Regions from separate parts of the Sus scrofa genome. Here region 1 is linked to region 2. A link is a contact called in public Hi-C data. All regions are on one chromosome and are shown on one strand. The core of a region is the stretch at or near the end of the contact, and the rest is flanking DNA. Distances in the headings are between cores, read along the strand shown. Region 1 holds the start of LIMD1 (LIM domain-containing protein 1). Region 2 overlaps LARS2 (probable leucine--tRNA ligase, mitochondrial).

Region 1 (5,733 bases), core at 159-2,658, 47 kb before region 2:
GGACACTCCTGGTTCGTCACCCCACTTGGGGCTTGCCAAGGAGAGGTTGTCATAATAGTCTCCGTGGGTGAGGCAGGAAGGATCCTCACAGGGGCCCTGCCGATGGAAAGCAGACATCTCGGAACTCGCCATGCTCTCCTTGGATCCACAGTCCTGGCTACCTTGCCTCACGCCACGGACAGGCGGCCTGGCCTTCTGCTCCTGGGGTGGGTACAAGGGCTGCCCAGCCGTGATGGTGGCGGCTGTCCCAGGAGTCACTGTTGAGACAGCGAGAGGGGGCTTGGCAGCACCATCCGCAGTCAGCTTGCTGCCCACACCAGCTTCCCGGTAGGCCTGTGCGCCCAGGCGGCCCCCGCCATTAACAGGACCTCGGCTCCCCCTGGGCAGGGTCTCCTCCTGCAGGAGCTGTTGCTGCTGCTGGAGGTGGATTTTGGCCATCTTGGTGGCAAACACCCTGCGTGTTTCCTCAAACTCCGGGTTGTTGCCTGCACCCTTGTCCACTCGGAAGAGTCCATCCTTGGAGGCCTCATACATGTTCAGGTCCTCAATGAACTTACTGGCCTCCAGGCCCAGGTCGTCGTACTTATCCATGTTGCAGACCAGTGTCTGGGCCTAGCCCAGGTGCTGGGTATGGAGAGTGTGGAGGAGGGTGGGGTGGGGTGGGGTGCTGGCAAAGAAAAGAGGCTCAAGTCCAGCCCAAGACAGGTAAAGCCTTCCACCTGCCCAGCAGGAGAGTCATGACCCCAGGCCTGTGAGTACAGCCGATGCCGAGGCCTCAAAGCCACTTGGACCAAGTTTGCTTCCAATTCCTTTTCCCCTCGTTGGTGTCCACGTGGGGGCAGCTGGCGGCGCTTCCCTGTCCAAGCTGGCTGTGATTCTCTTCTCTGTTTCAAATCAGAAAAGGAGAAAGAAATAGGGAGGGGAAAAAAAAAAATCACATCCTCCTTAAGCAATCAAACTCAGAAACCCACAACACGGCAGCAACCGCTGGACGGAGCCGGGCTAAAGCCGCTCAGGCGGAGAGTGCAGAAGCCACCAACCAGCCAGGCAGGAGCAAAGACGCGGCGGGCGGGAGGCGCGGGCACGTCCCGGGCGCTCGGTCCTCCGCTGCTTCCCCAGGTGGCGCGGGGCTGAAATCCTGGCCCACGCGGAGAGGGATCGAGGTCCGGGGCACACGGGCCGGCCGGGCCCCGTCAGGAAGTTCTCGGCAGCGGGGCTGGCGGCCTATTGTCCGATGGTGACGGTGGCTAGGCGCGCGCGGGCCGGAGGGCGGCGGGACGCGGAAGTGAGTACGCCGGACGCCGTCCCCGCCGCTCGGTCGCCGGCCGGGCACGTCGCGGGCCTGCGAGGAGGCGGAGGCGGAGGAGGAGGCCGAGGGGCGGGGGCGCCGGCGAGGGGCGGGGTCAGCGCTGGTTGCTCCGGGCGCCGGGGGGCAGGCCCGCGCCTGCCAGGCTGGGGAGCCGGGAGGTGTGTCCCGCAGCCCTCCTTCCCGCTCTCGGTCAAGGGGATGGCGGGGTTTCCAGCTGCCACTGCCGCCCCTCTGCGAGGCCGGGGTCCCATCATCTGGCACCACTTTGCGGAAACCGCTGGTGGGAGGCCTGGAAGGCTCGCGGGGCCCCGAGACGCACCGCTTGTTAAAAGGTCTGCGGAAGTCTGGTGGGCGCGCGCTTCTTGCCCAGCTGTGCCTCAGTTTCCCGGGTGGGAAGCTAACCCCTTGAGCCGCCTCCGCCCGGGAGTGCCAGCCATGGGCTGGCCCAAGGTGCCCTTCGACAGGTAGTGAGACTAAGGCACAGAGGGGGAAGTGTCCAAGATGCCACTGTGACTAGCAAAGCCTGAGTGGGAGCCCAAGTCCTCTGAAAGGGGGTTATAAATCATGACGTGGCCCGGAGCGCGCCTAGCTGAGGTCCTCAGTGAGGCAGTGAAAACACATGATGTGGTGGCTCGTTATTCACGAGGGGATTCCTGACCCCCGCTCGCCTCCCCAGTAGACTCCCACGCAGCTCTGGGGGGCGTCGGGCCTGAATCCTGGGTGCCCTCACTTGGCCCAGCGCTCCCTGCACCACCTCCAAGGGGATCCTGAGAGAGGATCCGAAAGTTTTTATTTCCCAAATAGCCGCCAGCGTGATCCTAAGGCAAATATCAGACCAGTCACTTCCCTCCTACCCACCCTCAGTGCTTACCCGGGACTAGGGTTGAAATCTACCTGTACTAGGCCTTCCTGGCCCTAGTGGCCCCTGCCTCCTGACTGATTTGGGGCTCTTACCCATCTGAGTGCTACTGCAGGAGTTTCCTGCCTTGAATTTTTTCCACTGGCTCATCCTTTCTATCTCTGCTAAAATCACCTGCTCCTAGAGCCCTTCTTTTTCGCCACCTTCTTTATTTCCTGATCACTTCTGATGACTATTCATAATTATTTGTTTAGCTGTTTACATGTGGGTTTTTTGGTGGTTGGGTGGTTTTCCACCTCCATTAGACCATATCTGTATACCCAGTATCTGATGGTTGAATGAGTGAATGAGTGAATTTGTCTGCCAGGGTTGTGACAAGGAACAAATAACAGAATGCACTTGACAGTGCTTTGTACTCTGTAAACCTAAAGCTTGGTTCAGGGGCCAGTAGACTGGAATCACCAGGGAGCTTGTTAAAAATGCAGAATCTGGGAGTTCCTGTCGGGGTTCAGTGGTTAACCAACCCAACTAGTTCCCATGAGGACTCAGGTTTGATCCCTGGCCTTGCTCACGGGGTTAAGGATCAGGCACTGCCATGAGCTGTGGTGTAGGTCACAGACGTGGCTTGGATCCCGAGTTGCTATGGCTGTGGCGTAAGCAGGCAGCTACAGCTCCGATTCAACCCCTAGCCTGGGAACTTGCATATGCCTCGGGTGTGGCCCTTAAAAAAAGACCAAAAAAAAAAAAAAAGGCAGAATCTCAGAGCCCTGCCTCCCTCACCCCAACCTACTGAAGCAGAATCTGCATTTTAAAAAAAATTCCTGTAGTTCCCATCATGGTGTAGTGGAAATGAATCCAATTAGGAACCACAAGGTTGCGGGTTCCATCCCTGGCCTCACTCAGTGAGTCAAGGATCTGGCGTTGCCATGAGCTGTGGTGTAGGTCGCAGATGCAGCTTGGATCTGGCATTGCTGTGGCTGTGGCATAGGCCAGCAGCTGTAGTTCTGATTCAACCCTAGCCTGGGAAGCTCCATATGCTGTGGGTGCAGCCCTAAAAAGCACACACACACACACACACACAATTCCTAAGTGGTTTTCGCAATCAAGTTTGAAAAGCACTACTATAAAGAACTGCACTAAAATGAGTTATTTTTACTTTTAAAAAATCTTTTAACTTTTTTTTTAATCTGCAAAAGTAATACCTGTTTATAAAATCAACTCTGAGCAATTCAGAGATACATCAATTTTTAAAAATTTCCCACAATCCCCTTGTTCAGAGGTAATCATTAGTAAACAGCCCTTAGATATTCAGTAATATGTGTTATTTAATAACTGGATTTTACTTATTAAACTGAGTGATTTGCTTACTGAGAGATTTCTAAAGCAATGGTTCTCAAAGTATGGTCCTAGAACCAGCAGCACCAGCAGCACCTGGAACTGGTGTATATCAGTGGTTCTTAAACTTAACACACATATCAGAATTCCTTAGGGAGCTTATTCAACACTGGTTGCTGGGACCTACTACTTTCTTTTTTTTTCTGGGGGAGGGTCATTTTAGGGCTGCACCCATGGCATACGGAAGTTCCCAGGCTAAGGGTCAAATCGGAGTTGTAGCTGCCAGCCTATACCACAGCTACAGCAACTCAGGATCCGAGTCGTGTTTGCCACCTACACCACAGCTTATGGCAACACCAGATCCTTAACCCACTGAGCGAGGCCAGGGATCGAACCTGCGTCCTCATGGATGCCAGTCAGATTCGCTTCCACTGAGCCAAGACAGGAACTCCATACTCCTAGTTTCTGATTCAGTAGTTCTGGCCTGGAGCTGAAGAATCTGCATCTCTAACAAATTCCCAGGTGATACTGACACTGCTGAGTCAGGGACCCCACTTGAGAATCCCTGGTCTAGAGTCCTGAGCTTCCTCAAAGCATTGTGGCAGTGACCGTTGGTACCCAGAGGGGTGAGAACATCTATCGAGGTGGAAGGCTTTGGCTCACTTTGCCTGACCTCCAGTATTGGAGATGGCACTGATAAAGCACTGGCAACACACATCTCTCCCCTGTGCAAAGTCTAGCAAGCCCACAGCCAGCTCCCTGGGTGCTGAGTTATAACAGCTGAGACCCTGATACAGGAGCCACAGACACCAGCCAGCACCTCTCTGAATCAGACTTCTCTTTTCATTTTACCTTGGCAGCTGCCTGGGCCCATAATCCTTGGTTCCCTCCTGTCCCCGCCCCCATTTTGGTTGTCTGGAGTGCTCAGAAGCTGTGGACTTTACTCCCCACTCTCACTGCAATTTTAGAAGCAGCTGCACCATCTCCACCAACTGAATACATATACCTAAGCCCAAAATCCATTTATTTCCTGACCAGACTATCTTGTCCCCTTTTAGTCAGTGAAGTCCCTTATACCTTCACAAAACAGCTTATAAAGATGGCATCCTAGGGAGTTCCCGTCATGGCGCAGTAGAGACGAATCCGACTAGGAACCATGAGGTTGTGGGTTTGATCCCTAGCCTCACTCAGTGGGTTAAGGATCCTGTGTTGCTGTGGCTGTGGCGTAGGCCGGCAGCTGTAGCTCCAATTTGACCCCTAGCCTGGGAACCTCCATATGCCGCAGGTGCGGCCCTAAGAAGCTAAAAAAAAAAAAAGATGGCATCCTATGAGCATTGGACCACATAACCAGGAAAAGGTACTTAGAAATGCTAGATGCAATGAGATCCTGCTGTGTAGCACTGGGAACTATGTCACTTATGATGGAGCGTGATAATGTGAGAAAAAAGAATGTATACATGTATGGGTAACCGGGTCACCTTGCTGTACAGTAGAAAACTGACAGAACACTGTAAACCAGCTATAATGGAAAAAAATAAAAATCATTTGACAAATTAAAAAAAAAAAAGAAATGCTAGAGGCGATCAGGAGGCTACCAGGTGTTTTACCGCTGCTATTAAATACCTAAGGGGCAGAGATGCTTTCAAATTCTTTGCTCAACATTTAGAATCCCTGCTGTGGTTATTCAGAATAGCCCAGTTTTGCCTGTACCATATGCTCAGAAATGTCTGTTGATTACTACCTCAAAAACTGTGTTGATACTTGCACGCCAGTTGTTTAAAAAGCAAAATACTGAAGAGCTAAATATTTTTTTATCAATAAGTAGGCAGAGCGTGGATGGTTTTGTTTAAGTGTTTAGGAATAATGCTTTGTTGCATCATGTTCCCTTCTGAGTGAGAAATGTCCTGCATTCTGTTTTACCAGTAAAGCCATTTTGAGGCAGTGCCCTGCCTTTCTATCAGAAGCTGTAGTCAACACAGAACTTTTCTTTACGTCTATGTTCCTTAAGGTCTATTTTTATGAGCACGAGGATATAAAAATTGCCTGCCCATGAACACACTCGTCAAATGTGGAATTTTCAACATGCCCTGCCCAGAGTTTCAAAAACGTCAGTCAGATCATGTCCCTCCCCACCTCCAAACCCTCCAGCAGCATCTGTTCCAAACTTAGAGAAAAGCACTCCCCTTGATCCGCCATGCCACCCTGATCCCCCAACTTCCCCCTCTCCCAG
Region 2 (5,459 bases), core at 791-3,290:
CACTGCAGAAAAATTGCAAAAGGTCAAAATACAAAGAAGAAAATAATGTTCACATGGATAGCATTTTTTTTTTTCCCCCTGTGCCTGCAGCATGTGGTAGTTCCCAGGCCAGGGAATCAAACCTGTACCACAGCAGTGACCTGAGTTACAGCAGTGATGACACCAGATCCTTAACCCACTTAGCTACCAGGGAACTCCTTAAACTTTTAATTTTGAAAGATAGTAATGCAATGTATTTAATAAATATTTGTACGTGTAAACCAACCCCACAAAACCAAACCAAACCACCACCAGGATCATGCAGTAGATATAGTTTTGGATTCTCTTTTTTCCTATATTTAAACTAAAAGCACAATATACAGTAGTATATACAATATGGCCCCAGATTTAGTAAATATTTATATAAAGAGATAAAAATTTGAAAAGAAATGAATCAGAAAGCAGCAGTGATTATCCCTGGGAGGTACATGTTTAGGGGAGTCTTTCTTTTAGAAAAAAATTTACAGGTTTTTCTACAAGAAATATTTATTACCTTTGTAATGTGAAAAGATGTATAAGGTGGAAGGGATAAATAGAGTTTGGGATTAACGTATACACATTACTATATATAAAATAAGTAATCAACAAGGACCTCCTGTATAGCACACGGAACTATACGCAATATTCCGTAGTAACCTATACGGGAAACGAATCTGAAAAAGAATGGATGTGTGTGTATGCACAACTGATTCACTTTGCTGAACACTTGCAACTAACACAACATTGTTCATCAACTATACTCCAAGATAAAACAAAAATAAATTGAAAAAAGAGTAACATAAAAAAGCTATTTAATAATAAAGCCAATCAACTAATATGTGATATTAGTTCAATATTTGTGCTCTGGTTTCTTTGAAAGATTTCATTTTTTTCTCTATTTATTCATAATTTATATTATCTATCCAAAATGTATTTTCTGTATAATGTGAAAAAACTTATTAAAAAAATATACAGTTGGAGTTCCTGCTGTGGCTCAGTGGGTTATGAATCTGACTAGAAACCATGAGGCTGTGGGTTGGATCCCTGGCCTTGCTCGGTGGGTTAAGGATCTGGTGTTGCCATGAACTGTGGTGTCGGTCATCGACGTGGCTCAGATCCCAAGTTGCTGTGGCTGGGGTGTAGGCCGGCAGCTGCAGCTCTGACTCAACCCCTAGCCTGGGAACTTCCATGTGCCACAGGTGCAGCCCTAAAAAGAACCAAAAAAAAAGAAAAAAATCATGGTCAATTTTCTAAGCCCAGTCTGTTGAATAAACCTCCTCTTTTCTCTACTGGGTTGTGATTTTTCTTTTATAATATATTTTCTTTTCTTGTCTATTTTAGACGAGGGGTGGTTTCATGACTATTCACTACTACAAAGACACTCAAAATGCCTGTCTGCAATGCGGTGAGGAAGAGGCCAGAATGTGAATCAACACACTGCTTCCTTCAATGAGAAAGTCTTGCGACATGGTCAGTCCAATTCGAACGTGTGCTGAGGGGCAGAGCTGATGCACATGCTAAATATAAGCTCCTTATCTTGTCCTAGATTGTGAGAGAACTTCCCAGACCAGCCTCTGGTCTGCGGACCACTCTGAGTGGCACTGGTCCATCTTATTCTGCTGACCTCTGTCTTGGTTCTTGTGCAGGCATCACAGATTTGTTGTAATTTTTCCTGTTTCACTACCTGGCACCCTTGTAACCCTGTGTTGCCAGTCAATCTGAGGGAAGGGAAGACCCATTGGGGTCTGAGAATCGAGTGGCAAAAAAGACGTATTCCTGGGGCCCTGCTGGCTCTTGTGCCCTGCGATTCCTGTGCTTCTGAAGAACCTACTCCATTCCTAACAGATGTGTCTTTTGGCAGAAGCAGAAAGGAGCTTCCTGCTTATTCCTCAGAAGGGATCCTATTAAGTCTCATATTTAAATACAAGACAGAGGTCGCAGGAGGGAGATAATCATTTCTTTATTTGAGCAGGCTGGGCCAGCATGGCTTGTCCTGTGACCCAGCTGCAGTGGGAACCGTTCCAAAACCTCCGTATGGCAGTTGTACAGGATGCCTGGGAGATGAAAGGACCTTGGACACAAATGTGCTGGGCAGAAGCTGTTACAAATTCCACTTTAAAAAAATGAGGAAGCCCAGCCTTCCTGGAGCAGTCAGGATGCTTATTTATAGCGGCCTGGGCCCCCGCCAGCGTTTCCATATAGATGGGAGTGGGGCCATCCTGCTCAGCGGGGAGGAACAGAAACTCACTACCCCAGGATCTGCGTAGCGTTTTGGCCTCCCTGCTCTTTTTAGGGAAGTACAAATACCTAACATTTGCATGGCAAATACAATGGTTTTTTTTTTTTTTTTTTTACGTGACACAGGTCAGGTAGAGAGCTGGCCTTTGGGAAGCACGTGGAAAAAGTCTGAAGAGGCTGGGAAGGGGCAAGGCCCTGGCACACAAGGCCACCATGCATGGCCCACCCCCTTCCTTCCCCTCCTCTGGAGAGCTGTTGTTGCCGACCTTCCCGTGAAATAACTGAGACAAGCCTCCTCTCCTGCTCAGAGAGCTGACAAGGCCACCACGTCACCATGGTACCCGGAGCGAGTGCTGGGGTAGTTGTGGCATCTGTGGACGGCAGGCCTCTTGAGGTCCATCTTCAGGAGGGCCCGCACCCCACCCCACCTTCATACGCACACAGGGGAAGTCCTGGGGACTCTGGGGTGTCTGATCTCCACCATGCCTCATCTAACCCTGGGAATTCCAAGGAAATGGACAGGAAGCAAGGCACTTCACCCAAGCCTTTACCTACCAAAAGGTTCCACTGACATTATTTTGAAATAACAACACTGAGAGGGCGTACACATTCGTGTATAAAACCGTCTGAACATCAGCAGATGGCTTACTGTCCCTTGTATCACACACTTCCAGATGATTTATAGACTTGCAGTTTTGTTGAAATTAATGAAGACAGCATACATGCACAGCAAAACATTATAGTTACGATATTTTACAGCCATTTTTACGAAGGAAAATGGATCTATGGTGGTAGACTGATACTTCAAGACTGTAAGTGACTTCAGAAACTTAAGGAAGGTAAAATGTTGCTGGGCTGTGACCCTCCTCACAATTAAAGTGCTGATGGATGATTTGAAGATGAGAGGAAGAAGCCTGAGACAAAAACAAATAGAAAAATCCCTGTTCAACTGTAAAAATGGGCAGAGAAACAGAAATGGAGATCTCATCGACACATTTTAAATAACGTGTATTATGGACAAGAGGCTAATCGCAAAGCAGCATGTGCACCCACGCACACAAATAGCACAAGAGGGGAAATCACTCAAATGTCCATCAGTGGATGACTGTTTAATAACTTACGAAAAAAAAAAAAAAGAAAAAAAATGGAGTTCCTCTCAGGGCTCAGTGGTTAATGCACCCGACTAGCATCCATGAGGACTCGGGTTTGATCCCTGGCCTCGCTCAGTGGGTTAAGGATCCGGCCTTGCCGTGAGCTGTGATGTAGGTCAAAGACGAGGCTCAGATCCTGTACTACTGTGGTGTAGGCCGGCGGCTACAGCTCCGATTCGACCCCTAGCCTGGGAACCTCCACGTACCGCAGGCGCAGCCCTAAGAAAAACAAAAAAAGACCAAAAAATAAAACAAAACAAAAAACCCCACAAAACTTATGGAACATTGCTAGGATGGGACACCATCTAGCTGTTAAAAAAGAACAGGGTTGACCTGTGAGTGTTGATCTAGAACTACTCCCACATCAATATGGTGAGAGAGGGAGTTCCCGTCATGGTGCAATGGAAACAAATCCAACTAGGGACCATGAGGTTGCAGGTTCGATCCCTGGCCTCGCTCAGTGGGTTAAGGATCTGGCGTTGGCGTAGCTGTACTGTATGTCATAGATGTGGCTCAGATCCTGTGTTACCGTGGCTGTGGTGTTGGCCGGCAGCTGTAGCTTCGATTTGACCCCTAGCCTGGGAAACTCCATATGCCTCGGCTGCGGCCCTAAAAAGCAAAAAACAAAAAACAAACAAACAAACAAACAAAAAACAGTGAGAGAGAAACATTTCACCTAAGTGCATAGAATTCTGTCAAATCAGCTATCAAACTGGCAGTGGGTAGTTGAAGAGAGAAACTGACATAAGGGCAAGGGTGGGAGGGAATTTGGAGCACAGCCTTGGTAACAATGTGGATATAGATGTATTTTTCAATGAAAAATCTAGGTTTTTGTTTTAAGAAGCTCAGAGAAGTAGGGTGGAGGGTGGAGTTATTTTCTGTAGCTGGCTCCACGCATTTTTCTTTGGAAGCTGGGCTTGTGTAGAGGCGAGGTCATGCTCCTTGGGCACTTAGGACGACAGACTCACTCTGTCACCACGAGCTCCTGGCATTTTGTGCTGCTCTGCTGAGCCAGGCAGGAGATATGGGCATCTCACACACTGGTGGGATGAGTGACTGCATCTGGTCAGTTGCGTGTGTGTAGCATGTGTCTAGTAAAACTTGCCATAACTAGAAATAAATTCCTTCTTTCCTTCCTCTCTCATCATCTACTTATATTCCTAAACCAGAATCTGAACACTCTAGACCTGGAGGATTAGAGAGGTAATTTCAAACAAACAAACAATTTCGAAATAATTACAGATGCGCAGGAGGTTGCAAAGAAATGCACAAGAGTCCTGGCACCCATCCCCCAGCCTCGCCCAACGGTAACATCTGGCAGAGCTACAGCAGAGTATCGAAACCAGGAAGCGGACATTGGTACGATCCCTAGAGCTAGTTCAGATTTCATTGGTTTTAGAAGCTCTGATGTGTACACGTGCGGCTTCCTGTAACCACTGCCACTGTGAAGACAGAACTGTTCCACCACAAGGCTCCCTTGTGCGCCTCTTTTACGGCTACCACCCCTTCCGCCCTGTCCCTAAGTCCCGGCAACCACTAATGCGTTTTCCATCTCTATAATTTTGTTTTTGCAAGAATGTGGTATAAATGGAATCGTAGAGTATATAGCCTTTTGAGACTGGCTTTTCTTTTTTTTTTTTTTTCCTTTCCACTCAGCATAATCCCCTTGAGATCCACCCAAGCTCTTACCCCTTAGAAAGGTCATTTTTGACGATGATGAAGTTAGACCTTTAACCAGAGTACCACCAAGGAACTCCTTGTTTAGTGATTTTCTGCCTTTTCACGGTCCACCAACAAAGGAAACCTTGTGTCCTTCGTCTGGAAACAGTATCAGTGACTCCAAATATGCAAAATTTCCCTAACACCCTCATGGATAGGACAATATTCTACTATGGTAAACAAAAGATAACTTTGTAAATGCAGATGTGGTGTCTTGACCTTCTCAGATCCGAAGCTTCAGGAAGGAAGAAAAGATTTCCTCATCCTGTTAAAATGTGCACACTGCCAGGACCCTGGTTCTGTTTCCTACCAAAGGTCTCCCTTGACTCTTTA

What was found. Hi-C and Micro-C count contacts between places; a contact is called where the count stands out from the background.
Region 1: a Hi-C map of alveolar macrophages shows a contact between it and region 2, with 2.1 times the contacts expected there. The contact joins the promoter of LIMD1 here to the enhancer-like site in region 2. A contact is called at or near these places in 2 of 5 promoter capture datasets (fetal liver and liver), 10 of 47 Hi-C or Micro-C datasets (alveolar macrophages, embryonic fibroblasts, fetal heart ventricle and 5 more) and 2 of 2 datasets of contacts at active chromatin or transcription factors (alveolar macrophages and skeletal muscle).

What each region holds. Positions count from the first base shown.
Region 1 is chr13:28,725,867-28,731,599 of Sscrofa11.1, reverse strand. It overlaps LIMD1 (LIM domain-containing protein 1), which reads right to left and starts at 1,408. Exons shown (of 8, transcript XM_021068638.1): 1 at 1-1,408. The coding sequence starts at 591.
Region 2 is chr13:28,680,067-28,685,525 of Sscrofa11.1, reverse strand. All of the region lies in intron 19 of LARS2 (probable leucine--tRNA ligase, mitochondrial), which reads right to left. Among named protein-coding and RNA genes, the nearest start is that of LIMD1, 47 kb to the left of the region's middle. Within about 2 kb of position 2,040, at least 43 of the 83 cell types and tissues checked have an H3K27ac peak or open chromatin away from gene starts, as enhancers often do. A contact at or near this core is called in alveolar macrophages, fetal liver, fetal skeletal muscle and 3 more, where this site is marked.